Regions from separate parts of the Gossypium hirsutum genome. Here region 2 is linked to region 1. A link is a contact called in public Hi-C data. All regions are on one chromosome and are shown on one strand. The core of a region is the stretch at or near the end of the contact, and the rest is flanking DNA. Distances in the headings are between cores, read along the strand shown.

Region 1 (4,697 bases), core at 1,022-3,521:
ATTGACTTATTTGCACACCAATTAACACTGCTATTGAACCAAGTTCTATAAATAGAGAATCATTTAGCTTCCATTTCATATCTAAAAATACTTCCAATGCTACCATCACTGGGCTAATCTCTACCAAATCAGTATCATTTGCTACTACAGAACCTAAAAATAAAGCTCTTGTGACTCCCTCATTATCTCTCAAGACACCGGAATGAGTGTGATAAATGATGAATTGATACTCTTCTCAAGCTTTCCTAATATGAAAAAATTAGACATCAATCTAAATAGATCCTCCTTTACAATCTCCCAACTTTTTCTAAAAAAACACAGATTAAGACCATCTGGTCCAGGTGCTTTCGATTCATCACAATGCCAAACAGCCTCTTTAATATCATCTATCAAAAATGGTTCCTCTACTCTCAAAGCCATCTCCCCATTAAGTATTCTGAACTTCAGATCCAATTCCATTTTCCACTTTCTTGCTAGGCAATTAAAATAATTTTTGAAAAAATTGTACAGTCCCTATTTTATCTCCTTAGGTTCCTTGTACCAATGACCCCCAATTTTCAAGCTGTACACCATCTTTATTTTAGCCTTTATTTTAACTGTTCTATGGAAAAAAAGCACAATTAGCATTCCCTTCTTTTAACCATGTCATCCTTGATTTTTGACGCCAAATAAATTCTTTAAATTTAATTGCTTCCCAAAGTTCGACATTCAAATTTTTTAATTCCTTCATTTCTTGCTCGGTCAACATTCTATGTTCGCTAGCTTCATCAATCTCCTTTATCCTATCTTCGCTTTCTATAATTCTTTTTTCCAAAACATTGCTAGCACCCACATTCCATTTCTTGAGAACTCCCTTGAGTTTTACTGCCATTTGCCCTTTTAAACTACCCATTCCCGACCATTCATTCTCAATTAGTCTCCTACAATCTTGCTTTTTAAACCATGCATTAACTAACTTGAAAGGTCTTGGTCCTCAGTCGATTGTTTCATTTACCAACAAAACTAGTATGTGATCCGATATCGTTCTGTTTAGTCCTTGCTGTTGTAAGTCTTTCAATTGAACCAACCATTCTTCCTCTAGTAAAAATCTATCAAGTCTACTACGTCTATTGTCCGGACCAATCCATGTGAACTTTTTCCCCAATAACGGCAAATCTTCCAATTTACATCTATCAATAAAGTCACCAAACTCCTTTGACCCCTTCTTTATGCCCGAACAGATGATTCGTTCACTTCTATTTCTCACCATGTTAAAATCCCCACCTACTATCCATGCATTACTAAATTTACTTCTAAACCCATATAGATCTTCCCAAAGAATTTTTTGATCTGACAGATTGTTAGGAGCATATACATTAATCAATACTGCCTTCATCCTTTCACACACCTACTTTCCTTCAATTACAATAAATTTGTTCCCACTAAACTCCATATTGGTTGTAAACATACCTTTATCCCATATTGTTATCAATCCTCCTTACCTTTCTATTGCAGCTGCAAATTTAAATTCAAAATAGTCATCGCCCCAAAATTTTCTAACTAAATCCATTGACACCATTTCTAACTTAGTTTCTTGAAGGAAGCAGACATTTGCCATAGTCTTTCTCACTAATCTATTGACAGCTTCTATTTTAGCTACAGGCCCCAACCCTTTGATATTCCAGGAGACAAATCTCATATTTCCAATCGAACTAATTAAATAAAGTAAAATCCAGTAAACCAGCCACTCACCAATTATCCTGAATTCCTCCTCCCTCTGTCTTTGATAGCTCCCTATTGCTGCCCTTCAATCCTCATTATCTCTTCGATTACTATCTCCTCATCGCCTTGGACACTAAACCCCAATTTTTTCCCCACCTCCCACGTCTTCTTCGCTTCTTTAACAATGACTTTTCTTCTGTTACTGATGTCTGAGTCCGATAACGATAGGTTTGCTATGCTTTCGTCGTTCCTGGAATCCCCATTTCCCTTTAATTTTCTCATTCCCCTATCTCTCTTCAGCTTTTCTTTTGTTGTGAGCACTGTATCCTGAATCTTCTGCATAAATCTAATTCTCTCATTCAACACTTTCTTATTTCTTTTGTTTTGTCTTATTTGGAAAAGTTCCTCTTCAAGTTCAGATGCTGCAACCCGATCCCTTGGTTCCTCTATTTCTTATAAAAATGTTGAATTTTGATTTAACTTTGGGTTCCCTTCATTGATTGGAATCTGCATTTCTTTCTCATTTAAGTCCATTTCATTGCCCTCAACTATTTGTGTTTCTAGCCCTTTATTCTGATCCAATACCAATACTGAGCCCATAGTAATTAAATCTTCTTGACCCTGATCCGTCAAGGCTTCAATAGCCTCCCCTTTGAAAGCTTTTTCAATAAATAATACAAATGTAATTTCAAAAATAATTTAGATAGAAACATGATGAAGTCGTCAAAATGGGTGGAACATTTGAAAAGTTAAGCTAATTTAATTGACAAGAACATGAAGAAAATGTATTGTAGATAAGATTTTTAAGCAAGAAACGTGAACCAATGCTTCTTGCAGATTTTTTCTTTAATATTATCAGTTTGCCTCAGAGACTTAAGTCTGATATCCATATAAATATGTCTTGTGTCCAAGAGAATCAGAAATGGAGTAAATATGAGACTTGAATATTATATTTTTGTTGCATTCATTTCCCCTTTTTCCATTAAGTTGAAGCTTTCAATTAAGGTGCCAGTAAACTTAGGCTAGATAAAGACTAGCATTGGGAGACGTCTAATATAACTTATAGACTATATATTTGCTCTATGCTTCTTGGTGAAGGCTAGCACATTGACTGAATTATATCAATGACAATGGATAGGTTTTGAATAAAGCAGCCTGGTTCTCTTAGGTTGTATATGTTAATGCTGAAAGATTAGTTCGATAAGTATATGCAATTGTTTTAAAAAATTTTAATTTATTTAAATAATATTACATTATACTTATATTTGAATATTTGTATACGAACAAATACAAATACTCTAGAAAACTTAAAGGTTATATAACATGGTTTCTATAGAAAAACAGATCAAAGCTTTCTAAATTTTTCCTTCCTTCTTCAGCGGTTTAATCAACAAAAAGTGCTCCCCAGAGATGCTTGTTTAACAGCTAACTGTTTAAAAAAAAAATTGTGATATAAATTGATTTGTTGAGCAAACCTTTGAACAACTTGTCAAGAAATAAACAGACTTCAAATCTCTAAAATTTAGATGAAAGTGATGGGGTTTATCAAATCTGACTTAAAATCATAGTTATCTATCTTTTATTTCGTATGCCAAGATTTGTAATTACCCTATTTATAATATTAATTTCAAGATTCTAACTAATATTATCATAAAAAGATGTGAAATTTTGTCTCCTTTTGGCATTAGAGAAATGATTAAAACTGTGTCATAATATGTATTATATAATTAGACATTAAATAAAAAATAATTTATATAAATTTAAACTTGAAATTAGAAAGATAAATAAAAACATTAATAAAAAATAAGATTTTTAAAATATTTTCTTCTCATTTTTTAAAACAAATCATGAGAGTTACCAAAAATAATCTATTGAAATTAATTTATTACTAACTCATATTAAAACATAATAAATAAATAAATAAATATCCTTATGCACAGTGGTGAAGCCGGCGACTGGCAGAGATCCCGATTCACCCTAAAATGATTTTTTTATTTTATTTTAGGTCTCTTTATAATTTATAAAATTTTAAATTGACAATAATAAAATTATATCTTGACTTTCAAAAATAATAAAAATTTAATTTAATTTTTTAAAAATTATAAAAATACGAGCTACTAAAATAATGAAATTATATTTTTACTATCATAAAAATATATTTAACCTCTAATAAAATCTTTTGACTTCGTCTATATTTAAACTATAATTAATGTAAAGGTATGTTAATCTAGAGTTTTCATTTTTACATCAACTTTATGCACATCTAGCGGCCTATATGGTCGATACGGCTCTCTAATGGGTTTTACAATTTCAAATGGGGGCCAACCATGCCCAGTGCCTAGTGCAGGTAATAATTTGATGAGTAATTTTAAAAAATACATTAATTATTTAAGGTAAATTTTTAAAAAGAATTAAGTGAGAGAGATAAGTTGAAATAAAATTACAATTTAATGCATATATGCATATTTTAAATAAGTTTGACACTGAAGTCAAACTGCCATCTAAAGTTTGAAGTGATAAAATATGTAATTCAAATAATATTAAAATTTGAGTAATAATTAGTTGAAATAATCCATGAACTTTAAGATTGAAGTTAGAATGAAAGATGGTATCATTGAATTTGAGTGCTGAGTTTGGTACTGCTTTGGCGTAGTCCTTTTCTTTATAAATTAATTCTAGTCTAACGTAGTTCTAACAACTGGTTTACAGCGTTCAGATGCTAAATTAATAGGTCAGCATGGCTACTGAATTCTTCTTCTTCTACCTACTTATGTTGGAGTATTAGCTCAATTCACTAAAGCTCCGTTTGTTTAGCAGTAAAATATTTTTCGAAAAATAATTTCTAAAAAATAATTTATTTTTTTAATATTTGGATGAATCTTGTAAAATATTTTCTGTTGTTTGGCAGATTTCTTGAAAATATTTCATAAAGCTGTTTTAAATTAAACAAATATATATTTAAGAATTTATTATCTATTCGGTGTTTAATTGAGTTT
Region 2 (4,697 bases), core at 838-3,337, 240 kb after region 1:
AAAGTAAATTATGTTACATTAAGGCTTTAAAAAAATAATGTAAAAATTATCAATTAAATTTTAATATTAAAAATTTAATCCAAATGTTTGTTAAGAATAAATTTTATGATAAAAATTAAATACATAAATATTTTATTTTATTTAATAAGAGTAATTTCATAAATTACCATTACATTATTAAGAAAATACTTAGTGAACCACATGTAATAATATAACTCTCCTAAAATTTTAGTCAATAAATTTTTATATATACCAAATATTATAAAATAACTTTCCTAACAATCATTCTATTAGAATTATAACATCGCCTTAAATTTCTAGAAAAAATAATTAAAGAAATTAAAAGATGTAATAAAGAAAAAAAAATACTTTGGCCAACAAGTGCAGTGTCTTACTAAAGATGGAATGTTGTGTTGTAAAGGTAACTCCAAAAAGGCCAATTCGACCATGACTCTATGACTGTTTATTTAACTAGTCAAAAGATTTCTTCTAAGGGAAGAAACTCTTTTACAATGTACAAACTAAAATAACTTCCCACTTTCTAAGAAAATTTCCTAAAATTAATTTCACTTTCTTAATTAAAACAGATTTTTTAATTTAGAAATTTCCACAATAAATTTATCCAAAAAATTATACTTTTAGATATTTTACTAAATTGGTCATGACTCGAATTCCTAAACTACATTATGACTCGAATTCCTAAACTACATTGTTAAGTGCATTAAAAATCTTATCGAAATATATACATATTCATATTGGATAATCAACCAAGAGGATCCCATTCAAAGTTGGTCTCAAATTTTGCCTAAAAAAATCACTACTTTAGCATCTTCAACTTTATTAATTTTACTCCATCCTTACTTGAATCAACAGTTGAATCAACAGGGTTTGATATTTGCTGCATTAGTGAGAGATGTTAGTAAATATACAATCGACCTGAACTAGGTATAGCTGGTAATAATATAAACTTATCACTTAATTCACTCATTTTCATGTTTGTGGCTTATACATTACTATATAATAAAGCTTACCATGGCCAATATTGTGAAATTTGAAATGGATCCACCTATTAAACTAAGATTTGATTGCTTCAACCATTCAACTAATATAATTTAACCGAATTTTTTAAAGAAAAAAAACTACTTTAAAATGGTGAAACATCAAAAACCATGAACCCAAGTAAAAAGTCTATTAAGAAATTCATATGGCCCTGGCCTTTTTGTTGCTTGTGTTCTGTTTTTTTTTTCTTTTCTTTTGGCAATTGACTGATTGAGGTATTTGTTGTTATGAATGAATAGGGGTGTAAAAACCCGTTAACTGATTAAATCGAAATAAGTCGAATTAATTTAACTAAATTAAGTCATTTATCAATTTATTTGGTTAAGTTAAAAGGTGATATGGGTCGGGTCGGGTTGAGTCAGTAACAAAATTTCAAGTCGGCTTTATAGGCACAGGCTTGACTCGGTCCAAAAAATAGGCCTAAAATTTTGTTTAACCCTAGCCCAAATAAAAAAGTTAAAACCCGAGCCTGGACTAGCCCGCCCGTATTGGTTTTTATATTATTTTTATATATAAAAATAAATTTAAAAAATATAATACGTCAAATATACAAAAAATATTTAAAAAAATATTTCTCAACAAATTGAAAATATTTTTTTAAAAAAAATAGTCTTTATACTTAGATAATTCTAAGATAAGTACAACTTAACAAGAAAATACCAATAAAATAGTAGTAAAATTAAAAATAAAACAATAATTATACAATAACCAAATAATAATAACAAAATAGTAGCAATATTTGTGACGTTACAGCAAAACAACAGCAGTTTCTTTTTGCAAATTTTGACCTAATTTAACCTAGACCAAAAATAAACCTTACCCAAGAACTAACTTGTTTTCTAAATAAATTTTATTTTTTTTCCCAAATCTATTTTTTAAATCTAATTTTTTATTGAAATCTTCTCATTTTTCAGACACAACTTTGGACCAAGTTGAATGTCAGAATCCATGATAAGTGTAGGTCAAACATATCATTTTTTGTGATTTCATCAATCGGTGCTGGGTTTTGAGTTTTCAAACAGTATAAACTGATCTATTTCTTAAATAAATAAAAACTAATGTCGATACCCAAAATTTAAATGCCTAAAGCTCATATCCATACGATGGCAACGAAAACCCAAATAAATTTCCAGCCCAAAATTTACAATTTAATTAATTTAAATAAAATAAAAGAAAAAAGTCAATTTCTCCTCTAAGGCACGTGAAAGTCGACCCTTCGTGTTCATGCCCCACGGTCTAATAGATGTCTCAGAGTGGACTAAAAGTGCGGATATTCCCCTAAGAGCGGAAATCCCGCATCCAAAAGACTAGCAGCGTATTCGTCCCAAACAGTCTTTGTCCAATTCTTCCATCAATCCCATTCCCCTAACAGCTCCTTCTATCAAAGAGCCAAAGAGGGCATTCTTTCACAAGCGATTCTTGCACAATTTTTTACCTCTCGAATTTACATCAGATCCAGGTGCTTCCAATTTCTTTTGAAACTGAAAGAATACTTAACCACAAATCATGTTGGGTTAAATTAGATGTTTCTTTTCAATGAGATAATTATCACTTTTAATTAAATTGAAATTTATAATGTGAATATAAGATTGGAGTTTGTAATTTGATTCGATGTTTAGAATCATATTCTCAACCATCTCTGGGCGTTCCGCTCCCATCACCTTTGCACCAAGTCTAATATCCAAAGGATCAACTTAATAAAATCCACGCCAGATGCATTCACAACTATGTCAAAACCAGTAGCACAACAAAGGAGCTATAATCCATATCTCAATATCCAAACAAAATAGAGCTGAGTACTATCCTTTAGACTACGAAAATCGATATCCCAAATCCTTTGTTGCCATTCAACAATGCACCCAACTGATTGGCTGCTATTCCTGAAACAACAAATAAAATAAATAAATAAATAAATAATGAGACCACTTACCATATTAACCATACATGGCACATGAACACATATTAGAAACATCAATACATTCATATACGTGAAACTTACTTCAAGATAAAACACATAAAATCATCTATATATTGATCACACATGAAACTAACTTGTCATGAAAATTTGTCTATGAAGTCTAAGGATCTGAGCAACTTCGCACTGAACTACAATCCCAGACAAAATTTAATAAAATTTTCTCAACACTCAAACCATTTTTAGCTCAATCATCAAACTTAAAAATGGTCTAGCTGACCTTTTATTTTCAAGCTTTGTTATAAGTCAAATTTGAGCTCAAGGATGCTTTGTATCTTTTAAGCTAGTTAATAGATAGATCATTTATAACTTTTTAGCTGTTTCCCTTTTTGTTTTTATTTTAATATATGGGGCAGAAATTACCCAAACCCCATTCTACCTAACACTTAAATTAAGTCGGGCAGCCATTTTTAAAAATATGCATGCACACATACACAGGATGCAATACAGAAAAAGAAACTATATGACAGTGATTTTTACAAAATAAGGATACAGGCATCATGGAGATACATCAACAAAAAGTATATTCTCACCATCATGGAGATACAAAACTATTCGACTTTTGACTGATCAATTTTGTCTTAAAACTATTTTGTATTTTAGCGATCAAATTCTATATAGTACATATATAAACTCCCTCACTCAAAAGTTCGGAAATTCTTTTCTTTTTTTCATTTAATCACTTACAAGTTCAAACTAAAAGGAGCTTAAAATTGGATATACTTCATGAAAAATCAATCAATAACAACTTTTATATCAAAGTAGTAGCAAATATATAGTCATTTAAATTAACTTTAACTAAAATAATAATAAAGGATCGTTTAAAACACGTATATATAAAAGAGTTCAAAGCTGGATATGCTTGACCATGAAAAGTCAAGCAGAGACAATTTTAAGGGAGATAAGAACTATTAAAAAAATAAAGACATCTAAATTAATTTTAACCAAGTAATTAATAAAGGGTCCATTAAAACAAATAAAAATACATAAAAACAGATTTGTTACCATAAGTCATTAAGGTAAATTTATTATCTTGAAAAAAATCTTTGCGAATAACTGTTATAGCATTCAAGTTTCGGTTTAAGCTTTAAAACAGAATGCATATAAGGATGCATGTACCAAACCTTCCAATAAGCCAAAACAATTTAAAATATCTACACAAAAAGCTCATATGAGCACAAATAAAATTCAGAATCCTCATGGTAAATATCAACATACCTGTTCCATGGGTGCAGGTTCTTCATTCTTGTCTTCATCCATATTATCTGGTTCAACATTGGACTCATTTTGAATATCAGAAACCTTTTTTTCATCTCCGCCTTTAGCAGCATTGGTATCATCACCGGGAATCTTCAAATCTGCAGGAAGTTGACCTGTCTGCAATGCCTGCTCAAGCAAAGAGACATCCAGAATGTGAAGTTAGAATTAAGAAAGAAATCTAAACGACAACTGTCATTAAAAGCCACTCCTGCAATTAAGTAATCACCTTTTCAAGTCTTGCAACCTCTTCCAAAGTCTGAGAATTCACAATAGCCGCCTGCATACCAAATAAATCTAAACCATATCAGAATTTAGCCATAGTGATGCACTACAAAAGATGCAGAAGTCATTTAAAACATGACAAGAATTACCAATGACCATTTATGTAGTTAAAGCCACAAAA

The links. A called contact is a pair of places that touch in the nucleus more often than the background predicts.
Region 2: a Hi-C map of leaf shows a contact between it and region 1, with 4 times the contacts expected there. The contact joins two enhancer-like sites. A contact is called at or near these places in 18 of 34 Hi-C or Micro-C datasets (anther, callus, fibers and 4 more).

The regions. Positions count from the first base shown.
Region 1 is chrA10:89,451,695-89,456,391 of Gossypium_hirsutum_v2.1, forward strand. No RefSeq gene overlaps it. Among protein-coding and RNA genes, the nearest start is that of LOC121208361, 5.0 kb to the right of the region's middle. Within about 2 kb of position 2,272, at least 5 of the 9 cell types and tissues checked have an H3K27ac peak or open chromatin away from gene starts, as enhancers often do. A contact at or near this core is called in fibers and leaf, where this site is marked.
Region 2 is chrA10:89,694,659-89,699,355 of Gossypium_hirsutum_v2.1, forward strand. It overlaps LOC107896860 (U2 small nuclear ribonucleoprotein A'), which reads right to left. Exons shown (of 8, transcript XM_016822156.2): 6 at 4,521-4,571; 7 at 4,253-4,420; 8 at 2,754-2,939. The coding sequence ends at 2,934. Among protein-coding and RNA genes, the nearest start is that of LOC107896860, 7.9 kb to the right of the region's middle. Within about 2 kb of position 2,088, at least 7 of the 9 cell types and tissues checked have an H3K27ac peak or open chromatin away from gene starts, as enhancers often do. A contact at or near this core is called in fibers and leaf, where this site is marked.